Regions from separate parts of the Capra hircus genome. Here region 1 is linked to region 2. The links are chromatin contacts, called in public Hi-C maps. All regions are on one chromosome and are shown on one strand. The core of a region is the stretch at or near the end of the contact, and the rest is flanking DNA. Distances in the headings are between cores, read along the strand shown. Region 1 overlaps CLSTN1 (calsyntenin-1). Region 2 overlaps CTNNBIP1 (beta-catenin-interacting protein 1).

What was found. A called contact is a pair of places that touch in the nucleus more often than the background predicts.
Region 1: a Hi-C map of blood shows a contact between it and region 2, with 2.9 times the contacts expected there. The contact joins two enhancer-like sites. A contact is called at or near these places in 2 of 5 Hi-C or Micro-C datasets (both in blood).

What each region holds. Positions count from the first base shown.
Region 1 is chr16:42,231,693-42,235,527 of ARS1.2, reverse strand. It overlaps CLSTN1 (calsyntenin-1), which reads right to left. Exons shown (of 18, transcript XM_018060382.1): 2 at 332-454. Among named protein-coding and RNA genes, the nearest start is that of CLSTN1, 33 kb to the right of the region's middle. Within about 2 kb of position 2,412, at least 1 of the 5 cell types and tissues checked has an H3K27ac peak or open chromatin away from gene starts, as enhancers often do.
Region 2 is chr16:42,168,797-42,172,939 of ARS1.2, reverse strand. CTNNBIP1 (beta-catenin-interacting protein 1) reads right to left here. Exons shown (of 5, transcript XM_018060374.1): 5 at 683-1,354. The coding sequence ends at 1,296. Among named protein-coding and RNA genes, the nearest start is that of CLSTN1, 29 kb to the left of the region's middle. Within about 2 kb of position 2,824, at least 4 of the 5 cell types and tissues checked have an H3K27ac peak or open chromatin away from gene starts, as enhancers often do.

The DNA of each region.
Region 1 (3,835 bases), core at 1,163-3,662, 63 kb before region 2:
GGTCGCAGGTGCCCCCAGAACCACTGTATCCAAGCCTGCATTTTAAGCACGATCCCATGCTCTGCACAGACACAAAAGCTTGAGATGCACTGATCTGGATGCTCTCTCACTGGTTACATCAAGACAAGGAACACAGCGATGCAATTAAATGTTCTGCCTTTCAACAAGTACAGGCTCTGCAAGGGCAGTCAGGTACCCCTGTGGTACGTGGGGGCCACACACAACCCTTAGCTATCAAGACATTCTCAGAAAGGCTCAGAAACAACCCAAATGGGACACATGAAATGCTTCCCAGACTCACGACAGGGAGTGAACAAAGACAGGCTGGTACCTGCGAAGCGCAAAGGAGCGTCTTTGTCCAGGGCGATGAGAGGGGGGTCGAGGAGCACGGTGCTGTCGCTCTCCGTAACTAAGCCATGATATGTGGGCTCCAGCCATGGCTTGTGCTTGTTGACTGTGTTTAGAAACAGAAGAAGGAGAAAGGACATAGGCCAGGTTAGGATCGTTATTTTCAACGCCACCGCTTTTGAAAACATACATCTGTATCATTAACAATAAAACCCTCATGAGTCTGAAAGGCCACACTGCTATTTTTTGTGGCCAAGTCTGGTAACAAGACCCCAGTGGGATAAACTCCTAAAGAAATGCAGAAATTATCTGAGGCCAACCCCCAAAGCAACCGAAAATAAGAAATGAACTGCTCTAGAAACTGAAAGAAAGAAAAAAGATTGATGGTTATATGGACAGTTTCACAGACTAACTCATACCACCTCTGTTTCCAGCCGATCCTAGAAGAGTTACAAATAAAAATGTTATTTCTTAGATTAAAAGATACAAACTAAACAACAAGGCCCCACTGTATAGCACAGGGAACTGTACTCAGAATCTTGTAACAAATCATGGGTTTGCTGTTCAGTTGCTAAGTCATGCACCCCCATGAACTATAGCCCACCAAGCTTCCCTGTCCTTCACTATCTCCTGGAATTTGCTCAAGTTCCTGTCCACTGAGTCAGTGATGGGAAAGAATATGAAAAAGAATATACAGATATGATAAAGATATAAAGATAAAGAATAAAGATAATGTATATGTGTGTATGAGAGAGAGAGAGAATATATATACAAGACCCCTTAGACTGTAGCCCACCAGGATCCTCTGTCCATGGAATTCTTCAGACAAGAATCCTGGGATAGGTAGCCATTCCCTCCTTCAGGGGATCTTCCTGACCTAGGGATTAAACTCGGGTCTCCCAAACTGCGTGCGTGCTAAATCAAGCAGATTCTTTACCATCTGAGCCACCAGGGAAGCCTACATTTAAGAGTATATACTTAAATATACACATATATTTTTAAAGACAGAATCACTTTGCTGTATACCAGAAACACATTATAAATCAACTATACCTCCAAAAAAACAACTTTTTTTTAAAGAGATACAAACCGCTACATATGAAATACAGAAGCAACAAAGGGAGACTGTATAGCAGAGAAATACAGCCATTATTTGAAAATAACTTTAAACAAATGTAACCTATAAATACACTGAATCACTCTATCTTACACCTGAAACATAATATTGTAAATCAACTATACTTCAATTCTTAAAATGTTATTTCTTTATGATAATAACAGTATTACTTATTTAAAATTAGCATTACAAAAAGAAATGTAAAACAAATGGGTGAAACAAGATTTATGAATATAAAATTACAAATATAATGAATTAAAAGAAAATGATACGCAAAATTCCTGAAAAATCTGACTGAAAACAGTGATCAAGAAAAACCTGCTTTAAATAATAATAATAATCTGCTCTGGGATCAGGACAGCCTGGACCCAGAGCCCAGTGGCCCCCTGTAATGTGCTGTGTGACCTGGAACACGAACCTGATCTCCTGATCTCAATCCCCTTTTTGGAATGTCTGCTTTTGGCTGCCCTGGGTCCTCACTGCTCCACGTGGACTCTCTCTGGTTGTGGCACTCGGGCTCACTGCAGCGGCTTCTCTTGCTGCAGAGAACAGGCTCCAGGCACAAGGGCCTCAGTACTTGCAGCACAGAGGCTCAGGAGTTGCGGCGCACGAGTCTAGTTGCTCCGAGGCATATGGAATCTCCCTAGACCAAGGATCAAACCCATGTCCCCTGCATTGGTAGGTGGATTCTTATCCAGCGCACCACCAGGGAAGTCCTCAGTTTCCTCTTTAGTGAAGCCTGGACCCCCATCCCCAACAACCCACAGGGCTGGGGTGGACAACTGGAGAAGTGATTGTTTTTCCTTCTCAGTTGGGTACTAGCACTGCTCCTTTCGTGTTTAGGTTAAGAACATCTGCTCTGACAGCCCGCTGATCTGCGAAAATGAATTTGTGGTTTCTGTCCATTTCGTTTTTCCCCAGCTGTGGCCCCCAGAGAGTCTGTGCTGACACTTTCCTCTGGTTGAGGCCACCAAGCCCCTCCCTGGGTTCCTCCCTCCACCAGCCTATTTTGAGCTCCTCTCACAGTTAGAACCTTTCCATTTTCCTATTTTCACCTTCTGAGAATTCACATTATAACCTCAGGATATAGATTAACATGGAATGACTCATGAAGCTGATCTGATTAAAAGGAATGTTGTTGTTCAGCCACTAAAGTCATGTCTGACTCTGCCACCCCGTGGACTGCAGCCCACAAGGCTTCCCTGTTCTTCACTACATCACATTCATGTCCATTGAGTCAGTGATGGGGAAACAATGGAAACAGTGAGATGTTTCACTTTATTTGGGGGGGGGGCTCCAAAATCACTGCAGATGGTGACTGCAGCCACGAAATTAAAAGATGCTTGCTCCTGGAAGAAAAGCTATGACCAACCTAGACAGCAGAGACATTAATTACTTTGCCAACAAAGGTCCGTCTAGTCAAAGCTATGGTTTTTCCAGTAGTCGTGTATGGATGTGAGAGTTGGGACTACAAAGAAAGCTAAGCGTTGAAGAATTTATGCTTTTGAACCATGGTGTTGGAGAAGACTCTTGAGAGTCCCTTGGACTGCAAGGATATCAAACCAGTCAATCCTAAAAGAAATTAGTTCTGAATATTCACTGGAAGGACTGATGCTGAAGCTGAAACTTTGGCCACCTCATGCGAAGAGCTGCTCACTGGAAAAGGCCCTGATGCTGGGAAAGATTGAAGGCGGGAAGAGAAGGGGACAACAGAGAATGAGGTGGTTGGATAGCATCACTGACTCAATGTACATGAGTTTGAGCAAGCTCTGGGAGGTGGTGATGGATACTGAAGAGTGCTGCAGTACATGAGGTCGCAAAGAATCGGACACGACTGAGCGACTGAACTGAACTGAGTCAGTGATACCATCCAACCATCTCATCCTCTGTCATCCCCTTCTCCTCCTGCCTTCAATCTTTCCCAGCATCAGGGTCTTTTCTAATGAGTTGGCTCTTCACATCAAGTGGGCCAAAGTATTGGAGCTTCAGCTTTAGCATCAGTCCTTCCAATGAATATTCAGGGTTGATTTCCTTTAAGATTCACTGGTTATTAAACTTTATTTCCACATAGTTGGGGCCTATTTCTTGAATGAACTACCCAGATTCTCTTTGGGCAGTCAACCAGAAGTGACTGAAACTAAATTTAACTGTTTAACTGTTTTTCATGCTGTGTGACCGTGATGTGGTCCTACTTTTTTTGTTTCAACCATGATGGGACGAGGGGAGACAGTGAGGATCAGAATCACCTGAGCCCCACTTGCACTAACTCCCACATGACCTACTGAAGAAGCAGAGTGCTCACATGTGAAATTCCAAAGGAGCAGGCCTGTGTCTGCGAGGGGGAAGATGAGCGACCCGCTCTCTCCTTAT
Region 2 (4,143 bases), core at 1,575-4,074:
GTGAAGGGCACAGCCTCGGATGAGAGTCCTCTGGGGGCTGATCAGGACCCACTGCCCTGGCAGCACACACCGAGGGAGGAGCCTGGGGGCAATGGTGGTGGTGGTGGGGTGGTTGGAGCCAAAGGCCTCCTGGGCCTTGTAAGCCAACCTGAGGCCTTGGTGTGGGTTCTGGGTTCCCCAGCAGAGACCTCTGCTATGTTTTGGGGTCTTAGAGCTGAGAGCAGCTCCTGCCCGGATGAGATCTCAGAAGTTGGCTACAGATGGAATGATGACTGAAGGGAAAGGGTACCCTGCTCAGTGAGAGCAGGCTAGGGAGGCCGGGACGGTGCAAGTGAGCAATTCCATTCTCACCGAGGGAGGCTGGATGGTTGCCAGCTTGTGGAAGTCATTCTGGTGAACGGTCTCCTCTAGGCCCTGGGCTGCTCATTCAGGACAACCATGGGGGCTCTGTTTTCCAGCTGTAGATCCTGCTTGGGGTCCTGAGGGGGGAGGTCCCCTTGCTGATGAAGCCAGGTGTGGTCATTACTGCAAATGCACTCTCCAGGTGGACCTCCCCCCCAACCCCACTGGAGAGGGCCTACCCACCACAGGTCGGGTGGGTGGCCCATGGTGACAGAAGTCATGGGTGAGCCAATGGAAAACGAAACACGCCTAAACCAGTGGAAGGCAAACACAAAACACATGAAAACAGCAGCAGGCTCTTTGTGTAATAAATATTGCAAAGCGCACTTGGTTTCTTTCTTTCTTTTTTTCAAGTCAAATATAACAACCAATGTCCCAAACCCTGTTTTCGACATTCAAAAGAGAGGAGCTGTTGTGATCAGCCTAACACCTGCAGCCAATCAAAGAAAAAAAAAAAGGTTCCCATTAGCCAGCCAATCAAATCCTTTTCCAGTTTAAGCCGCCAATCGGACCTCCTCATGTTCCTCAAGAGTGACCCAAATAAAGCACCAGAGCTCGGAGAGCTTCCTGGGAAGCCATACACCCGAGGCGCAAATTTTTTTTCTTTTTTTAAAATAAGAGTCAGAAAATAAAAATAAAAAGGTTTCCATTGGTCAAGATTTAAAAATAAAAAGGTTTCTTCCTGCAGCCAATCATGAGTCCGTCTCTTTAAGCCAATCGTGACCGCACCACTGGTGTCTCCCCGAAGGATGCTGAGTGGCCGTGGGGTGGGGTAGTGTGGGGTGGGGTGGGGGGCCAGGGGGAGGGGAGATGACCCTCTGCCACTCAGCGGTGAGGTCCACACAGATCTCCTGGCCTTGGCCAGCTTCCAGGGTGTTCCACGGGGGTTGCGGCTACTGCCTCCGGTCCTCCGTCTCCGACCTGGAAAACGCCATCACTACGTCCTCCGCACCTGCAGACCGTGGGGAGAGAACCGCTGCTGGATGGGCCTCTGGCGCTGGGCTGCGGCCCCCATGCGGTGTCAGTCCTTGAAGGAGGGGTGCTTTCTGAGAACAAAGTGCTTCTTGGGAAGCCCACTGCCCTTCTTGAGCCTCCCCTACAGCCTGGCCAGGATTTGCCAGCAACCCAGCTGCAGGGCCTCCTGAGGCAGGTTGCCAGGGTGAAGCTCAGAGGCTCACTCTAGGCTACACCTCCAAGAGCAGAGAGCAGGACAAGAACCCAGGCTGCTGTCCTGAGCAGGGCTCTCTCTGCCGGTGACCCTTGCTCCAAGGTCACCAAAGCCAGGGGCCCTTGGGAAACGCCTCTTCTTTCTGAAGACTCTGGTCTCCATCCCTTTGGAGGATCTCCCTCCTGATTTCTAGCACTCATTCCTTTGTCCAAACCCCATCACCTATTCAGAGGAGCACAGCCAGGCCCACTTCCAGCCCGGCTCCTACAGAGACAGATAATGGCCATAATCTTTCCGTTGCTATTTTTCATGGTAGATTTGAGGATTCTGGTCCAGGGTCTCATGAAACCACTTCCTTTGTCTTGTTTTCCCTGAGACAGGCTCTGACTTGCAGCCAGAAAAGGCAGGAGGGAGGAGGGGGAGAGTCTGGAATGCGGACTTGCCTCCCCCGGAGCTGCTGGGAGGAAGGCTGAGCACAGGCGCTGTGGGGCAGGTGAGGTCACCTACAGGTCCCGCTCTGCCTCCGGTGCCTGGGTCCTGCCACGTCTCTCCCCTTTTTTCTAAACCTAGGTTCTTGGTCACACCCTGAACGTTAAAGAGCAGTCAGTTGCCTTTGGCCTTTCAAACATACTTCTGTTCTGCTGGAGGAATTCTCCCTGGGAGGGGAGGGTCGGAACTGCAACACAGGGGGTGTGGGGCCATTGAGCAGGAGGTAGGGGTTTGGGGGAGTGATGCCTGGTGGAGCTGCTGGCATGGGAAACCAGAGAGAGGGCAGGACTCCACCACTGCCTGCCCCCCAGGGCATGGTGTGGGCCAGCTCCTTCCATGCCGCAGGGAGTTGCCACTTCCCAAGGCAGCTTCTTGGTGCCTCCTGCCTAACTGTCCTGCCGGGAGGAGCGGAGGAGGTGCCCAGCCCTGGTGCTACAGGAGGAGGGCCCCTCCGAGAAGGATGTCACATGACAGACAAGTGCCTGCAGTTTAGCACCAGAGAACCAAGGTGCCGCTGCCAAGGGGAGTCACCCTGCTGCACAACCCCACCTGACCTGATGTTCTGCTGCTACCAGCACAACCTCTATTCCCGGCAAGGGGAACAAGCTTCTAGAAAGGAGCTTGGGTCATCCAACTTCTCCGGGCTCCTGTGCTTGGGAAGCCCTAGCAATCCTTCCCGTCTTCTCGGGAACATTCTGTACTCGCCTCGCTCCTCGGACCACGCAATATCACTGCGGGCAGAATTTTCCTAGCAACCACAGGATCCAAGATTACATCATACCCTGCATGGCAGCTGAGCCAGTTACCTAACAGATGCTGGCTTTTCCCGAGTGTCGACTCTCCAGCTCGCTAAGCAGGAGGGGGCTGGAGGGAGACCGTGAAAGGGGAGTTGTCAGCAAGAGGCCATGCACAGTGGCAGCCCACTCACTGCTTTCCTGGCCTGTCCCATGGGCTTGCTTGCAGGGACCTTGGGCCTTTGTGCTGAGCTGCAGGCACAAAAATAGCACCAGCGACCCCGGGAGGGAAGAGTGAGCCTGCAGAGGGAATGGCCATCGGTTCCTTGGAGGAGCCCAGACGCAGGGGCTGCAGGATGAGTGCACCTGGGCTGCACTCTGAGAGGTGGGGAAAGAAGTCACCTCCTCAAGGTCATTGAGGGACTCCAGCAACTCCCTAACAAGACATCTGCACCAGGGCTGCTCTGCCAGCTGGTCTGGCTGGGGCGGAGAGGGCTGGGGACCCGCGGCTCCTGTTTATAGGGCCTCCCACTCTGCTGCTGGAGCCGTTGCATAAAGGGCCCACAGAGCCACTGCCCACCCCGGCTCTGTTCTGTTCCTAAAGGACTCACTGTTTTCCAGGGCTCACCAACAGAGATCTGCTTTCCTTTGGGGACCCAGAGCAGGGCAGGCTCTTCCAGAACCTCCTCTGACCTTTCTTACACTGGTTGGCCTGGCATTCGTCACTCAACAAGGGCCTGACCCTGCGGGCTATGAGGTGAGGATGTGGCCCTTCCCCTTCTCCGAGGAATTGGGGCCGATCACCCAGTGGAGAAGGCAATGGCAACCCACTCTCAGTACTTTCGCCTGGAAAATCCCATGGACGGAGGAACCTGGTAGGCTGCAGTCCGTGGGGTCTCAAAGAGTCAGACATGACTGAGTGACTTCACTTTCACTTTTCCTTTCATGCACTGAAGAAGGCTTTGGCACCCCACTCCAGTACTCTTGCCTGGAAAATCCCATGGATGGAGGAGCCTGGTGGGCTGCCATCTATGGGGTCGCACAGAGTCAGACATGACTGAAGCAACTTAACAACAGCACCCAGTGGAGAGTGAGCTGCTTAGTTCATTATTATGATTCAAGTTCTTAGAACTTTAGAGCCAAGAGGGATCTCCAAAGTCGACCCTCATGAGCCCTCCTTCTCCTTTGAGGCCAGAATGTGGGGCTTTCCTTAGAGGCTCTGTCTGTCCTGGAAACGCAGGGCTCACAACAGGAAGATACTACAGAGAAGCCAGCAGGACCAGCTCACTGAATCTGGGCCATCAGCTAGGTTTACCATCTCATTTTATAGACGAGGCTGGTACATCCCAT